2 separate regions of the Mus musculus genome follow, and region 2 is linked to region 1. The links are chromatin contacts, called in public HiChIP or PLAC-seq maps. All regions are on one chromosome and are shown on one strand. The core of a region is the stretch at or near the end of the contact, and the rest is flanking DNA. Distances in the headings are between cores, read along the strand shown.

What was found. HiChIP or PLAC-seq counts read pairs in DNA pulled down with a chosen protein or histone mark.
Region 2: an H3K4me3 HiChIP or PLAC-seq map of stem cell-derived neural progenitor cells shows a contact between it and region 1, with 2.5 times the contacts expected there. The contact joins the enhancer-like site here to the promoter of Gphn in region 1. A contact is called at or near these places in 2 of 39 promoter capture datasets (3T3-L1-derived adipocytes and the HPC-7 cell line) and 8 of 115 datasets of contacts at active chromatin or transcription factors (the 230-238 cell line, the NIH/3T3 cell line, embryonic forebrain and 5 more).

Annotation. Positions count from the first base shown.
Region 1 is chr12:78,224,665-78,228,434 of GRCm38.p6, forward strand. Gphn (gephyrin) reads left to right here and starts at 1,991. Exons shown (of 23, transcript NM_145965.2): 1 at 1,991-2,177. The coding sequence starts at 2,114.
Region 2 is chr12:78,638,653-78,642,422 of GRCm38.p6, forward strand. The region is part of intron 17 of Gphn (gephyrin); the gene reads left to right. Among named protein-coding and RNA genes, the nearest start is that of Fam71d, 51 kb to the right of the region's middle. Within about 2 kb of position 1,654, at least 48 of the 459 cell types and tissues checked have an H3K27ac peak or open chromatin away from gene starts, as enhancers often do. A contact at or near this core is called in the NIH/3T3 cell line and stem cell-derived neural progenitor cells, where this site is marked.

The DNA of each region.
Region 1 (3,770 bases), core at 741-3,240:
CTGACTAATAATTTCATTATTTTTCAGTAATCTTAGTACTAATATTTAGTAAAATGTAGTAATCCATGAAATCTTAAGACTTCATAGTCCCCCTACACAACTACCTTTTAATGAATTAATCAGAGACTTAGTTCAGTGGTAGAATTCTTGCTTAGTGTGTGTGAGGCTCAAAGTTCACGCCACAGTACAGAAAAGAAAATGAATTTCACCATTACTACTATTATAGATGCAGAAAGTCCTGTGTTCTGTTATTGATTTGTGAAAGTGCTAGTTATTTTCCCATAAAAAATTATAAACTATTCTAAGTTGGAGGGCATGCCCATTTAATCTATTAACCTTTAAAGTTTGAAGGAACCTGTTAGTGGGCAGGTTTAGAAGTTCTAAATACTAAGAAACTTTCCCAATCATATAGAATTTGCATGTACCACATAGACTATAATAGACTTGAAAGCTTATGATGTAATCAACAATTTTTATTTCATCTTTAGTTTGAGATAAGTGACACATTTGGGCATACTTTCTCAGCAATCTCCCTCTTTTTGAGACCAGTTAGAACTTGTTTTGCCACTAGGATCTTTGGTAGTAATTATGGGAGGTGAGTTCATGATCTGGCTTACAAATTTAATCCACTGCCAGAAATACTAGTATACATATCTTCAAAAACGAATTATTTTATCCTTTCTCAACTCCACCCATCATTTCCTTTGTCCTCTTATATAAAGGCACAATGTGAATCTTTAGTGAATAGAATGAGTAATGCTATGTTCTTACTGGAACAATACAAACCGCACATAACCATATAATTGAGATTTTAGACTAAGAGCAGATTATTAAACAGTTTTGATACTTTTTTTGTTGTTGTTTTGCTTTTAGGTTTTACTATGGTGAACAAATGAGAAAACATACACACACTTAAGCCAGAAAAGGATATTTAGCAAACCTACACAAAATAGAGGTGGCTAATAACACTTTATGAAAGACACAGAACTAAATGACCACATTTTCAGAGTAATTCCATATTCCAGAAACACTGAAACTTAAATGTCACAGCATCTAGGGGACGACAGAGAGAGAGAGAGAGAGAGAGAGAGAGAGAGAGAGAGAGAGAGAGAGAGGAATCTCCACTCCACGTGCCCTGCTGCAGACACATAAGCTCCGTCTACGACGTCTGTGGTAGGCTGTCACCGAGCGGGGCCAAAGCGAAGTCAGAGGGAGCATTGACTGCAGGTCACAGCTGGGGCGGCACAGGGTAACCTATCTCTGCCCGAGAGGGGACTCTCGTCACAGCGGCCACCGTTCTGCCACCCATGCCGCTTCCTTAAGCCACCTCTAGGTTCTCCGGTGCCTTCAGAGGAGGTGAGCCCACCTCGCTGCCGCACCTGGTCCGGAGTGGCTCCATCGCGGGCAGAGCCGGCCGGCCTGAGGCGGCGGAAAACTGACGAGGCTGCCGGCTCGGCGGGGGATTGCTTCTGTCTGGGGCCCGCCGAGGCTGCGTTCGTGCCTCGCGCGCACCCGCACCGCGTCCGCCCAGCCAATCCCGCGCTACTCGCGCGCCCAGGAACGTTCCTTGGGTCCCACTCTAGGCTGGGCCGGCTCCTTCCCGCTCCCGGCACTCCGCAGCCAAGCTCGCACTCCTCCCCTCACTCTCCACGAGTTGCACGCCTCGGGGTGTAGCTCCGCCCCTGTCCCCGAGTCCGCCCCCGCAACCTCCAGAGCGTGTGCTCCCTTTTCCCCCTCTCAGTCTCTTGCCATCCAGGCGTCTTGGGTCTCACTCCGCAGAGCCTCTGGGTCTCGCCGGCCTTGCCCCGCCGCCTCCGCGCTCTGTCTTCCGCGAGGCCGCCGCTACTCCCACCCCGGGATCGCTTCCTCCCGGCCGGACTCGGGGTCGCGCGGCCCGACTCCGCCCCCTCCGCGGACCCGCGCGCTCCTGGCGCGGCCTCTCCCCCCCACCCCACGCAGGCCACCGGGCGCTCGGCCCCCTCCTTCCCGCTCGCCTCGCGCTCCCCGGGCGCCCTCGCTCTCGCGCTCTCCAAGGCAAGCGCGCTCCCGGCCGGCGCGCTCCGGGCTCCGGCTTCTCCTGGCTCCTGTCAGTGCGGTGACTGCGCTGGGAAACATGGCGACCGAGGGAATGATCCTCACCAACCACGACCATCAAATCCGTGTCGGAGTCCTCACAGGTAACGGGGGGAGGAGGTCCGGGGGAGCCGCAACGGCTACTATCCGCGACTTGCTGGAGGTTTCTCGCCCGCGGTGGTGCTTCCCTGCGGCCTCGGGAAGAGGGCAGGCTGAGGAGGGGGACCGGGGGGTGTATTTTACAACCGCTGAGAGCTGCTGAGGATTCGGGTGTTCCCGTGTGCTCCCCGGGGGAGCTGGGGCAGGCACGGTGGGGTGTCAGGCCCCGGAGCCCTAGCAGCCAAAGTCTCTGGCCCCCGGGGACCGAGGGGCCGGTGCGGCGGGCGCTGCGGGGCTCCGCGCTGCCGGTGCGGGCGGCGGGATTCCTGCTCCGCAGTCTGAAGCACGCTGCTCGGGGTTGGCCGGGCGCCTCCTCCACTAAAGCTCTTCCGAGAGGGGGGAATCCCATCTCCACCCCCTTTTCTCCCCTCCCCCCCCACCCGGCGGCCCCATGGCACCTGCCTGACAGGACTCGGGGTTCGGCAGGCGAACTCTGCTCCGCCTCTGCTGCCCCTTCGCCGGCCGGCTGTCCCCTCTGCAGACGACGGGACACTCCTCACCTCCCCCGGGAGCCGGGTGCTAGGCTCTAGTCCGGACCCCGGAAAGTGCCTTCCTTCTGCCTTTCCTAGCACAGGGCCCTCCCTCTCTGTCTGCCTCTTCTCCTCCGCGAGGACCGGCTGCTTCCCGTGGCCGGGAGAGCCAGCCTTTTTTTTTTTTTTTTTTCCCTTGAGAAGGAAGGATTTCCCTCTGTCGGGTTCTTTTCTCCCCCTCCCTTTTGGGACACCCCCCCCCTCCCATTCTCACTCCCCGGTGGATGGTCCTGAGGCTGGTGAGGAGCGCACTTTTCCCGGGTCGCGTTTCCCTCCCTCGCGGAAGTCGTGTGTGCTCTGCATGTCTGATTCCGTTGCGTTGTATTTGGGTGATATCCCTGAGTTTGGAGATAGACAGTTGCTGCAGGGCACGACTTCCAAGATGAATTGCAAACCTATTTGTAGGGGTTTCGGCTGAGGTTCTGTAGTTGGCATGGTTCAAGTGTAATTGAACGGAGAAGCGGGGGTTAAAGAATTTATATTTGGAGTCTGAGGCTTACTGTGGAGTAAAGGAAATCCAAGACTTAGTGATGTGGTTTCAGAAAAAGAAGCTATGTAGAAGGGAATCCTAGTGTCTTCCCTATTTCATTTAAATTTTTTTTCTTGTAGAATTCTGACAGGTTGAGATGATGCCCGGGAAGGAACTAAATTGAATGAAACTTGCTTTCATTATAAAGTAGAAACAAATCTTTGATTCTGCCAGTAGATACCGACTACAGTGTTTAATTTAGCTGCTGACTTTTATGAAAAGAGGATACCCCTGCTTTTGTTTCCCATTTTTAGTAACTGGGCTTCCTTTCCATGATGCATATTTGCAGATGTTAGTAGCATTTTATTGAATTTTTCCGAATCAACGCCTCTGGAGTAAAGAAACTGATCTAAATCAGTTGCAGGGAAGGACACCCCCCCCCAATCAGAATATGCAGATGGAGTGCATCTTTCCCTGCAGCAACTGTTTCCTTGTATGAAAACTCAGTTGTAGCTTACAATTCCTAGATTTGATCGTGT
Region 2 (3,770 bases), core at 404-2,903, 410 kb after region 1:
TATGCATGTCACCTAGTCAGAGGCCACCTCCTAGAACGAAAGTGGGAAGAGCTTCACAGCAGGAGAAAGATATCTAGTTCTTTGAATTTGGACCTAATCAGTAATCTGTCTTTTAATATAAATTTTAAGCACCTAAAACCAGGACATAGCTACAACTTTAAAGAACACACACACACACACTTCCGAGAGGAGGTAGGATGGACTTAAGAGTTTAAAACCACAAGGATAAAATAAGCAAGAAACAAACTCAGCATAAAACGTCTTAGTTCCCACCAAACAGTGGTGCTGGCCCTGCCTTCAATTACATTTATGAACTCTTTATGACATGGAAGGGTAAGGGAGCTTTTTAGTTATTATTCATATTATTATATATCCTAGCCCTAAATTGCACTGTTCTGACCCATAATTCTATGTATTTTTACTTCTATTCTTCACTTTCCATGTTGGTTTGGTTTGATATTTTCCATGGGGTATGTAATGTGCATGCATGCATGTGTGTACATGCGTGTTATGTAGCACAGACAAACTTCTAATTACCAAGGGTCTTGGCCACTACAGCCAGGTTTGTTTTGGGTTTTTTTGTTGGTTTGTTTGGTTGGTTTGGTTTGGTTTGGGAAGAATCTTTATTTTTTTTTTCTTGTTTTTTTTTTCTTTTTTCTTTTTTAAGGTACATAGGTATTTGATAGACTGTATTACTGACATTATCTTACTACAAAAGCAAAACACCTTTAAAGTACTCTTGAGTTAGTGTACTAATAGATATAACTTTTTTAAAAAGCAGGTTTGTGGAAAAGGACTGAATTGTCCTTTGTTAAGAGACTTACAGACTCATGAGTGATGAGATCCTGAAGTGGGAGGGCAATTAGAAGAGATAACATCAAGGCCCTTGAGGGACACAGACCTTTCATGCCTTTCAAACTCAGGAAGGAAGGGAATTTCAGGGTGGGAGGATAAAGTTCCATACCATGGTAACCTAGCCTACGTGCCAGAAGTCACAAGGCACTGAAAGTAAAGCTATAATTCAAGGGTGTTTCCAGCTGCAAGAAGGGAGAGTGCAAGAGCACAGCAACTCTCTGCCCCAGAGAGAGCTGAGAGAGTGGGGGAGACTGAGATGGAAGAGGACCCTATGATCTAATACAGCTGTAAAGTTCTTAATTAATGTGTGATAGATGTTTCCTGATGATGTTGTAGTGTTGGTTTTAAATTTAACCTCAAAGCATACTGAACAACAAACTATAAAACCAGGATAGTGGGCAATTCAGAGAAATGTGCCACTTTCTAGTGTATACCCTTTTATTTGGTAGCAATACCTTATATAAAACTGAGAACAGGGTTGTTGTTTGAGTGTTGCTAATATAGGCTTTTTCAGTCTTAGAGTGCTGTATTAAAGGAGCTGAGATGAATGGTTTAGAACTCAGAGGTGGAGTGTGGGAGGAAAGAATGGACTGCTTTTCTAATGAAAATCTGTACTAGGAATTTAGCAAGGGAAACAAGGTACATCACTGTCCAGCAATTGATATTCTGTGTAGGTTGCCTCTTCATTCTTTTTGCTATGCATTCCCTTTTCTAGTGAAAGCAAATATTGTTATACAGAAGGCTCTGTGAGAACCTCTACAAGGAAACAAGTAGTCATGGGAGGAACTCTGGGTGAGAAACAGCTCAGGAATGTTTTCAAGCACCGAGCCAGGCTGAGCTCTGACAGATAAGGGTAGAAAGTGATCCGTAGATTCTTGTCCTCTGAAAAGTCCTGAGTGTGGCTTTTAGTTTCTGTATGATTATACTTTATAGCTCTTGTTCTTATCATTTACCATGGTTTTTTCAGTCAATATAAAACTAGAAGAGTAAGTGTTATAACTGTTTAAACTGATTTAAGCTAAAGTTTACCAGCCATTTGTTTGTTTGTTTGTTTAATGTCTGTGTGGGCATTTTGCCTGCATGTATATCTATCTATACAGCATGTGTGCCTAGTGCTGTGGAGGCCAAAGAGGACATTGGATCCCTAGGGCTGAAGTTATCGGCAGTTGTAAGCTGTCTTGTGGGTGCTAGGAACCAAACCTGGATCCTCTGAAAGAACAGCCAATGCTTTTAACTGTGGGTCCATTTCTGCAGCCTATAACATTTGCCTATGTCTTGTGTACTTTTTGTTTAAAAGAAGAAAGTGAGTTCATAAGTCAGTGAGAATTATAAGAGGAAGGCTTCAAATACCTGAAAGTTAACTGTATTGTTAAGTGTTCTAGAAATAATAAGTCTACATTGAAATATATTCTCTATATTTGCACACACTATAAGGAACACAATGTGTTGGAGTTTCTAGGGATTTGGTTTGTCTCCTTTCTTTCCTTAAAAAAAGGTCTAATTTTGAAACCCAGCAATGTTAATGAATTCCTCTAACATTATAAAGCTAGTTAGTGAAGAGGCAGAAATGGAATCTAAATATCTTTGCTATAATTTTGAAAATGTGATGAAAATATATCAGAAAAGCTTTAGCAACTCTAAGCTTAAATGGTTAGAACAAATTTATAAAGTCCAGAAATTTGAAGAATTAGTAGCATTTGGATAGAAAAAGATGATAGGTTAATCCAAATAGAAAGCATAAATTTTGCAATATTAGGCTAGACTAATTAGAACAAAAGATTGGGGCAGAAAGAATACACATAAATTTGGCACATATTTGGGGTTAGACTTGCCCATACCAGTTGAATTTGAAGCTTTTTTTAAAAAGCAGAAGTGGTATAGTAAGTCATTATTTAGAAAAATAATTTGACTGCAGTGTTTCAGATAGGCTAATGGCTGAAGGAGACTGGACTTAAGAGTGATACAGCTTACTCATTGTTTAGTCAGCAGGAAACATTCATTGTATCTGAACATAAGCTACCTGGTTTTAATGAAAACCCCACTTATGAATCAGCTGAAGTGGGCTAAGACTTCACCTTTCTAACTGTAAAAAGTGATGGTGTGACTGCCCCAAGGTATGGTTGAGGGGAAAGTTTTAATTAGAGAGAGAGAGAGAGAGAGAGAGAGAGAGAGAGAGAGAGAGAGAGAATAGCTAGGGGCATCTTGAAGAGCACAGAGCTGGGAGAGAAAGTAGACTGAACACAACTAACAGACCAGTCTTGGCCATGGCAGACAGGGAGTGAGCAAGAGAAGAGAAACAGCCAAGAAAGGGGGGAGAGGGAGGGAAGAGAAAGGAATAAGAGAGGAAGACAAAAGAGGGAGGAGAAAGTGCATATGAACTAACCAGTTACCCCCCCACCCCACCCCCAAGCTCGTGTCTCTAGCTGCATATGTATCAAAAGATGGTCTAGTCAGCCATCAGTGGAAAGAGAGGCCCATTGGTCTTGCAAACTTTATATGCCTCAGTACAGGGGAACGCCAGGGCCAAGAAGTGGAAGTGGGTGGGTAGGAGAGTGGGGGGGAGGGTATGGGGGACTTTTGGGATAGCATTGGAAATGTAAATGAGGAAAATACCTAATAAAAATTTTTAAAAAAAAAAGAATGAGAAGCTGAGGGTGGGGCTGGAGAAGTTTAGGGAAAGGGCAGAGGTGAGAAGAACTAGATACCTTGAGGCCAGCATATGCTTTGGTATGCTAATAGGCACCACTGATAGCCATTTGTCCCTTGGCTCCTTTGGTAGAGGGGAAAGAGCACCAGAATTTGGGGGAGTATTGATCCTTTTGGACCTAACACTAACAAACTTGTATGTTTACTCCAAGCTACTGATCCATGCACTATGCAGTAAATTCCATGCATCCAACTGTGAGTTTTAAGTA